Linked DNA regions of Mus musculus: region 2 is linked to region 1. Evidence: chromatin contacts called from public HiCAR-type data. All regions are on one chromosome and are shown on one strand. The core of a region is the stretch at or near the end of the contact, and the rest is flanking DNA. Distances in the headings are between cores, read along the strand shown.

Region 1 (4,187 bases), core at 952-3,451:
GCACCCCACCCCCACAGAGAACAATTCCGTGGCTCGATATCATCTGAAGAGGTACAATCTATCTTCCATGGCTTCTAAGAGAGCGCTTAGCAGGTCTTTATGAACAAATATCATGTATCTTGGAGCTGGAGACCTGGCTCAGTTAAGAGACATAGAGCTTTCTTAAGAAGACCCGGATTCAGTCCTCTCCATCCATCATCATGGACCGACATCCATCTCAGGCAATTGTAACTGCCTGTAATTCCATCTCTAGTGGATCCAAGGCCTCTTCTGGCCTTCACGGCAACTGCACTCCTTACCTACCCACACCCTTACTCAGTCACACATGCATGTCCGTAACTAAAACTAAATCTCTTTAAAAACAGTGTCAATGATGTCACACAAGGTCAGACTTCAGAGCCAAGCTTACACTGCAGACAGAGTGGCCCTGCTGGCCAAGCAAGGCTATTTATGATGGCTCTGGGCTGCTGGTAGAGACAGGGAGAATTAGTTTCTGCCTCAGATGGCATCGAGCGTGTGGTGTACATTCTTGGAATGAGGTCTTTTTCAAACACTGTTAGCTGGTCACAGATATAATAGGAAATGAAACCGGACTCTGGCCTTTGCAGTTAAAGAAATAAAACCTACAGCTGGACACCTGTGTCCAGCGACTCATTTGGAAACAATGGGCCTTCTCTCCACTCTCCTTTAGTAGGGGGGAATGGCCTCCAGACAAGCTATGTTTTAGAGTCTAGAGAAAGACACAGGCTTGGTCATTCTCAATATCCTCTGAAAGTTTACAATGCACCCCCCTTTCTTGCATTTACGCAGAAAGTTTTTCTGTGGTTTTTAAGGAACTACTTGATTCTGTACTTCCAGTGAGAGAACAATTACATCTTTTTGCTGAGGTTGAAGTAAAACATTCATCCGGTCAGGACACTATGCTCCGGTCAGGACACTATGCTCCGGTCAGGACACTATGCTCCGGTCAGGACACTATGCTCCGGTCAGGACACTATGCTCCGGTCAGGACACTATGCTCCGGTCAGGACACTATGCTCCGGTCAGGACACTATGCTCCGGTCAGGACACTATGCTCCGGTCAGGACACTATGCTCCGGTCAGGACACTATGCTCCGGTCAGGACACTATGCTCCGGTCAGGACACTATGCTCCGGTCAGGACACTATGCTCCGGTCAGGACACTATGCTCCGGTCAGGACACTATGCTCCGGTCAGGACACTATGCTCCGGTCAGGACACTATGCTCCGGTCAGGACACTATGCTCCGGTCAGGACACTATGCTCCGGTCAGGACACTATGCTCCGGTCAGGACACTATGCTCCGGTCAGGACACTATGCTCCGGTCAGGACACCGCGCTCCAGTTAGGATACCACGCTCCGTGCTCTGAGGATATTTAGCAGGGTAATTACTTCTCTAGATAGAATTGACAACGACCACTGCTCTCTGAAGTAATTCTCTCTTACTTCTAGGAAGGAGTGAAAGAAAATGTGCAGGTTTACAACTGCACAGAGGAACCAGTCCTTGTTTTTATATGAAATTCTAATTTCCATCATATTGAATTCTGAAAGTTTCCTACCACGCTTTAATTGGGAGTTTTGAAATTTTTTTTTTCAATTGGATACAAGTTTCTAAGATGTTCAGTCCTGGAAGCTGATAAACTCCAAGGTGTTTAGTAACAACCTTCTCCCCTATGACATGTTAAATATTTGTGAGCGTTGGCATTGCGTGTATCATCAGCAATGTTTCGTTTTGCATGTCTGCAGAGTTCAGCCCATTATGACAAGAATGCAGGCCTAGGCTGACATCAGAAGAGTCGGACTGCCCGCGGGAGAATGAATGAGAGAGATTTTATAGTCCTTTGATTTCCTCCCAACTCAGTGGGGCTTTGATTCCTAGTTTAAATTTATAAGATTTATTATAATTCCCCTTGCAATAAAAACACGCTCATTTTTCAAGTAGTAATCTCCCTAATTAAGAAGGGAGGAAGAAAGTCCTGGGAAACAATGAAATGTAGCTCTTCAAGAGCTTTCCAAGAATTATCAACGCAAACAACTGGTTATTCTGGGCGGGAGATGAATCTTCCTGAGTTCTGGCAAGACATGAGAGAGAGAGAGAATGTTCCCTACAGTCGTCCTCCTTTGTCAGTGACAAAGACAGAGATTAGGGCCTACACGGACATACACTCACACAATTCATCCCGAGTCCGTTATAAAAACCTTGGACAGAATTTGGCTCTGCATCAAAACCGTGATGAGTCCCAGATGTAGTCCTCAAATTGGTGAAGTAAGTTGTGTCCCAGGGTCACTTTTCATTTTGTAATAACCAGAAATACGCAGGTCACTCTGAGTGGGTCTCTGGTGACCAACCCTCTCCTGACCTCTGGTTCTGATGCAAGATTTCAAAACAGGAACATGTTCAGGGTGATTCCACATTGTCTGTCGCATAACCCAACCGTCTATTCTTCTCCTCTCCCCCATGTTCCGAGGCCTCAGCTGCTGGCTTGCTGCTCTAGCAAACTGCTGCAGTACTGTAATCGTGTCCCGTGGTTGGCTGGATGTCTCGGGTTCTTGACCTCTTGGTAAAGAATTGAAAATACCGTTTCACGTGGATTCACAAAAGAAGCAAAGTATTTTGAACAATGTGATAGGACAGATTAAAGAAGGATGCTGTGGAGACAGACAGCAGGCAAAGTGTGTGAGTGTTCGAGAGCACTGAGCACTGAGCACTGTCTGGAGTTGCCTTTCATGGGGTATGAGAGACGGGGAACTGGGTTATGAAGAACCGGTTATATAGAAGCTGACTTGGGTGGTTTTTACTTTAGTGTAAGTAGCTTAGGCTACATAATCATTTTCCAGCTGTACATATGCCTTCTGATTTTAATCATACACACATCCAGTTTTGCATAAGATGAGTATTTATCCAAGCAGTGAGAGGGCACACTTTCACCTTTCTCTACATACACTGAGTTCTGTGTTCCTAGTCTTTGTGCCTTAGTACACTGGCATAGAAACTAGATTTGATTGTTGCCAGGGTATTCATACTACCATACTACATCTGTAGCCCGATGTAGAGGGGGTAGAGGGGCTCTCAGGTTACTAGGTGCCTTGTGTGGATGTAGGGGCAGTCCTGTTCCCCAATTGTTCTTGACCTGTCAGTAAAGAAGCCATGGGCCAATGACTGGGTGGAAGGAATAGGCTGGACGTCCAGATCCAGGGGGCAAGAGAAGGGTGCAAGGAGGTGAGAGGAGAGTTCATCAGGGTTCTGATGGAGAAAAGTTGGGCAGCCATGTTAGATCTCAAAATGGAGTCGCCACACAGGCCGCTTTTGCAGACTGGTGGTCAGTGGTTAGCAAGAACTGGATGTAACTGATCAACTAAAGTTTAGGGCAGGTGGAGAGGTGTGGAGCTAAGAGTATTGATAAGGGCACACTTTTCCAAGTGGGAAATAAGTAAGGCCCAGCAATTGTGTCAAAAGGCAAGTTGAAACTGAACAACTCGGTGTGTGTGTGTGTGTGTGTGTGTGTGTGTGTGTGTGTGTGTTTTATCCATGGGTTAGAGGGAAGCTGGGCAGGACTGGCAGCAGGGTCTGTTCTCAGAGCATAGGCAGCAGAGTGAAGCTTCACGCAACATGTGGAGAGGGATGTGTGCGCATAGTAGGTAAAAGAAGTTGGCTGCCAAGTGGGTTACTACAAAGGTGTGTGTGTGTGTGTGTGTGTGTGTGTGTGTGTGTGTGTAACCAAAAATGAATGGGAGTCTCGTGGTACTTAACTATCCCGTGTCTGTCTACCTTGTAAGGGGTGTGTCTTAATGCAGACAAGGCCTTCAGCACATGGCAAGGTTAGGCTACATGTTTCTCGCCATGGCTGATATCCATGTACTTCAATGTTAGGGGTATTTGCCCTTCTGCTTCTCGATCCACCCATAAAGATTTTTATTTGAGCTTTCGGGTTTTGAATTCTTAAAATAAATGATTTCTCATCACTACAGGGTGTGTGCCTGTGCATGCCACAGTGCCCATGTGGAGACTGGTTCTCTTCTACTTTTATGTGAGTTCAACAGGCTTGCTAGGGCTGTATACACTAAGCCAATGGTTCTCAACCTGTGGGTCATGACTTCTTTGGCATCTGATGACCCCTCTCTAGGGGTCTCCTAAGATCATCTTGCATATCAGCTATTTACATTA
Region 2 (4,004 bases), core at 1,039-3,538, 170 kb before region 1:
ATCTAGCTATCTGGCTGTTAACAAGCATCCCTACTCCAAAACACAGGACTGGACGGAAGGTCTCAGGCGGTGGTGCTTCATAGCCTCTTCAGATAAATGGAGCTAACTCACCGCCACAACGTTACAAACAATCCTACTCTGTAGAAAACCTGGACAAGTGAGTGTAGCTTTTTCCTTGTCCATTGCTCTCTCCCACAAGATATCCTCTTAACAAGTAAAAGGGCTGGCTGGCTAACACTATCACCGACAGGGGAACTAATGCTACTCAAGAGGCATCATAAAATCAGATCTTGCTTTCTCATTGTAAACTTTTTTAAACTTTTCAGTGGCACCTCTCTTTTTAAATTACTTTAAAGGTATCTGTAAAAGTTATGTATTCACTCCTAAAACTTTGAACTCTGGAAATACTTACTGCTCCAAACCAATTTTATGAAATTTCACCTAAGATTTCCCACCAAAACCAAAAACTAAAGAATAAAATCTACTTAAAATTTCAAAGTGTCATTTAAGACAAACATTTTTTTACACTTAATATGGGGTATTGCTCTAGCGAGCAACAGTAAAAATGTGGGAAAGAAAGTAAAGAAAACTATGCTGTGATTAAAACGCCAAGGAAACCACCCTGAAATAGATTAATAATGTCAGCCATATTCTTACCTTTGGCTCAAAGCCAGAGATACTTTACCTAGATTCTGCTTTCATCTCCACAACAAATACTAGCCATCTACATAGTATTATTTCACAACCACAATCAGCCGTAAACTTCATGTTAAATATCTAGGACAAGCTTTCTCGGTGACCGCTTTCCTGCAGTTTCTCAGAGAAACCCACTTCTCCGCCTTCCCAACGGCCACCCCACTTCTTTTTATAGAGGCAGAAATCTAATAAGCATCAGCCAATAGGGAGAAGTGTCTCTTCCCCAGAGATGCAGGCTCCTTAGCACCTTGCTTTTCAGCAAAACCAAACTGCTGTCCCCCATACACCTGTCAAAAGTCACACAAAGCCATGACTGTCCTGATAAACCCAACACCTCTAAATGCATATTCTGGAGTGAAGCTGGCTGGACTGGAATCACGACTCAGCATTTTCTGCATAACCTTGATCGAGTTAACTTAAATTGCTGCCTGGATTTCTCTCTGTAGGTTCTGGATAGAAGGCGTAAAATTCCAGTAAGTTATAGACTTATGGGGAAATGGGTGAGAGGACCAACCTAGAAACTTATAACAAGGTACAGATCGTAGTTTGCCCATTGTAAACCCTATTTACCACACTCGACGATTACTAAACCGAGGCGTGCTCTCTGACTAGAGGAACAGCACAGGGAAGGAGCTGGGCCACAACTTTAAACCCTGACGCCTCTGACTTCTCACAATGTTCATGGATTTTTCATGAGTTATTTCCTCCGTTTCTGATGGAAACAGATACTGTCCTAATTGGCGGAGTTTGGCACGAATTGGAGTGAGAACATTCTTTCTGCGCAGAGGATGACAAGCCGCTGAGGACATGCGGAAAGCACCGAGTCAGCCCGGGCTGGGCGCCTGCTGGAGCTCCCCGGGGCACCCGGAGGCTGGAGGGGCGCAGCGTAGGGCCCCCTCCCGGGGACCCCGAGGCCAGAGCGGGGCGGGGAGCTACGCTGGCGGGGCAGGGCTGAGGCTTGGGGTCCCACGGTAGCACTTACTTGAACCTGCCCTGGCAGTGCTGGCACTGGTCCCCAACCCAGCCCGGGTCGCACAGGCAGGTGGAGTTGACACAGCGACCGGAGAAGCAGGAGCCAGTCCTCTCGCAGGGCTTGGACTGGGACACCTGAGCATAGAGCGCCAGGTAGAGGAAGCCATAGCACAGCAGCCAGCTGTTCCCGTCCAGCAGCAGCCAGGAGGAGGCGCCCCCACCGCCCGCCGGCCGAGCCCTCCACAGCACCGGGGAGGCCGGCTGCGGGGCACCCGAGCGGGCCCGGACCCCCGGCTCCATCTTCCTCGGCGTCCCGGCTCGGCGGGGCTGCGCTCGCGGGAGCGCACGGGGATGCCGCTGAGCGGGGATCCCGGCCGCAGAGGACCTCGCCGCCGCCGCTGCTGTTCCTCGGCTCCTCAACGGCGCCGACCCCCGTCCCGCTGACCGGTCCGGAGCGGCGGATCCCAGGCGCGGCGGCCTCCGGTCGGCTGCCTCCAGTCACACTCGGGCATCGCCGCCCGCTCCCCTGACCTTGTCCTCGGCGAGCCGAACCCTGCAGCCACGGTAGCTCCGGGAGCGGAGCGAAGAGCCGGCGGCGCCCCGCGCTCCGGAGGGGACCCGAGGGGGAGGGGACCGGGCGGGAAGGGGGAGGGGACCCGCACGGCCCCGCCTCGCCCGCGCCCCGCGCCGAATGCCGAGGCTCGCCCGGGAGGGCGGGGCCGCGCGGGAGCCCCCGAGATGGGCGCGTCCAACAGGAGCACGCGGGGAGGGGAGGGCGGCTGTCGGTACCCGGCGGTACTCCTGCTAGCCTGAGATACCGCAGCAGCCTGCTTCCCTCCGTCCTCCAGACACAGTTGCTGTGGCCGCGGTCGCAGCCCAAACTGCGGAGAGACGTCCCCGCAGCCTTGTGCGTACGCACTCTCGTGGCCACTCCCCCCCCCTCGGTCCGGGCGCGGTGGTCTCGCCCGGCCCCTGACGGGGACCTGGGACTCCCCCGCGCGCCCACCCGGCCGGCGGGCACCGCTGGGAGTGCGTCCCCAGGTGTGGCCCGCGCCGCGGAGCCCACGGAGGAGAAACCCACTCCGACCTCGGGGCCTCGGCAGGAAGGCAACCTTGTACTCCGCGGGCTGCAAAAGTGAGGCGCCCGCCCCAGCGCTCCCCGAGTCTCCTGCACGTTTCTTCTTCTTCTTCTTTTTTTTTTTTTTCTTAAAAACTCCCAACTACACACAAAGAGCTGAGCATGTGCAGCCAGCAAAGTCTTAAAGGCACCGCGGTCTGACCACGTTATGGGGTGCAGGGACAGGGCGGAGTGGGGTGAGGGGCTGCATGGGGCGCGAAGCTGCTCCCGTGGGGCGACCTCAGCCGCGGCGGCTCTTTATCGCCCAATCGGGGCTCCTCATGCCCAACAAAGAACTGCTCCGAGAGCCACCCCTCCCGACGCTGCCTCGGAACCTCACCAAATCTTCTTTTCTCTTGTCTATGTTTCCTCCTTCGTCTGGGACACTATTCTCTCTTGAAAAATGTTGCGACATCGGGGCTTTTTTTTTTCCTTCAGAAAAGCAGAAGTGATTTCCAGAAAGGGCCCTTTCCCGTTTTCAGCGGCATCTATTTCTTCCTTGAGATGACTTTCCAAGATTTAATTGCATAAGCTGAGATATGTCTTCTACTTTTCTCTATACGGGCCTGTTAGCTGAACCCTTGAGAGGAAGCTGTGCACAAATTGCAGGCAAGCACCCTCGAGAGTTGTTGGAGCTCCACCAAGGAGCAGGCGGTACGAACAAGATTGTGAAACTCACCAGACATTTCTGACAGCTGGAGCAGAAAAGTTTTGGTTGTAACCACAGTCATAATATTATTGTTAAGATTCACTCCGAGTTTATTTTGGGAATAATGTACCCACGTCATCTCTTTTAATCTCCATCATCCCAATTCACAGAGAAAATCCTCTATTAACCCCATTTCGCAGATGAGGGAATAGCATGAGAAAGGCTGAGGTGCGTGTTGGTAGCAGAAACGGATCAAGTCCTCTAACTTGTGTGCGTTTTCAATGTTTATCAGCCCACTTCTGTTTGCAGCTGCTTTGTTCTCCTTTGGTGAATAAAACATAAGTGCTGGCTGGCTTGGTTTGCAAATACCTCAGCAATGACTTAAGAGGAAAACAAAAGTCCTGGAAAAAAAAAAAAAAAAAAAAGGCTCCTTCCCAAAAGAAGAAAGGCAGCTGATTCTCACTTGTACAAAAAAAAAAAAAAAAAAATCCATTTCCGGGACACAATAGTGTGAGCCATGTCCTGTAGAGCCTGAAATTTGGCCTGCCCCATACTTTCCCACCTTTTCCA

What was found. HiCAR-type assays count read pairs that join an accessible place to other places.
Region 2: a contact with region 1 is called in a HiCAR-type map of fibro-adipogenic progenitors, with 2.4 times the contacts expected there. The contact joins the promoter of Atrnl1 here to the enhancer-like site in region 1. A contact is called at or near these places in 8 of 39 promoter capture datasets (the 3T3-L1 cell line, the C10 cell line, cranial neural crest and 4 more), 2 of 484 Hi-C or Micro-C datasets (both in uterus), 19 of 115 datasets of contacts at active chromatin or transcription factors (bone marrow-derived macrophages, craniofacial prominence, embryonic basal ganglia and 13 more) and 3 of 9 other capture datasets (adipose tissue, liver and pancreatic islet).

Annotation. Positions count from the first base shown.
Region 1 is chr19:57,434,880-57,439,066 of GRCm38.p6, reverse strand. No RefSeq gene overlaps it. Among named protein-coding and RNA genes, the nearest start is that of Trub1, 16 kb to the left of the region's middle. Within about 2 kb of position 2,201, at least 21 of the 459 cell types and tissues checked have an H3K27ac peak or open chromatin away from gene starts, as enhancers often do. A contact at or near this core is called in fibro-adipogenic progenitors, where this site is marked.
Region 2 is chr19:57,609,318-57,613,321 of GRCm38.p6, reverse strand. It overlaps Atrnl1 (attractin like 1), which reads right to left and starts at 2,288. Exons shown (of 29, transcript NM_181415.4): 1 at 1,679-2,288. The coding sequence starts at 1,968.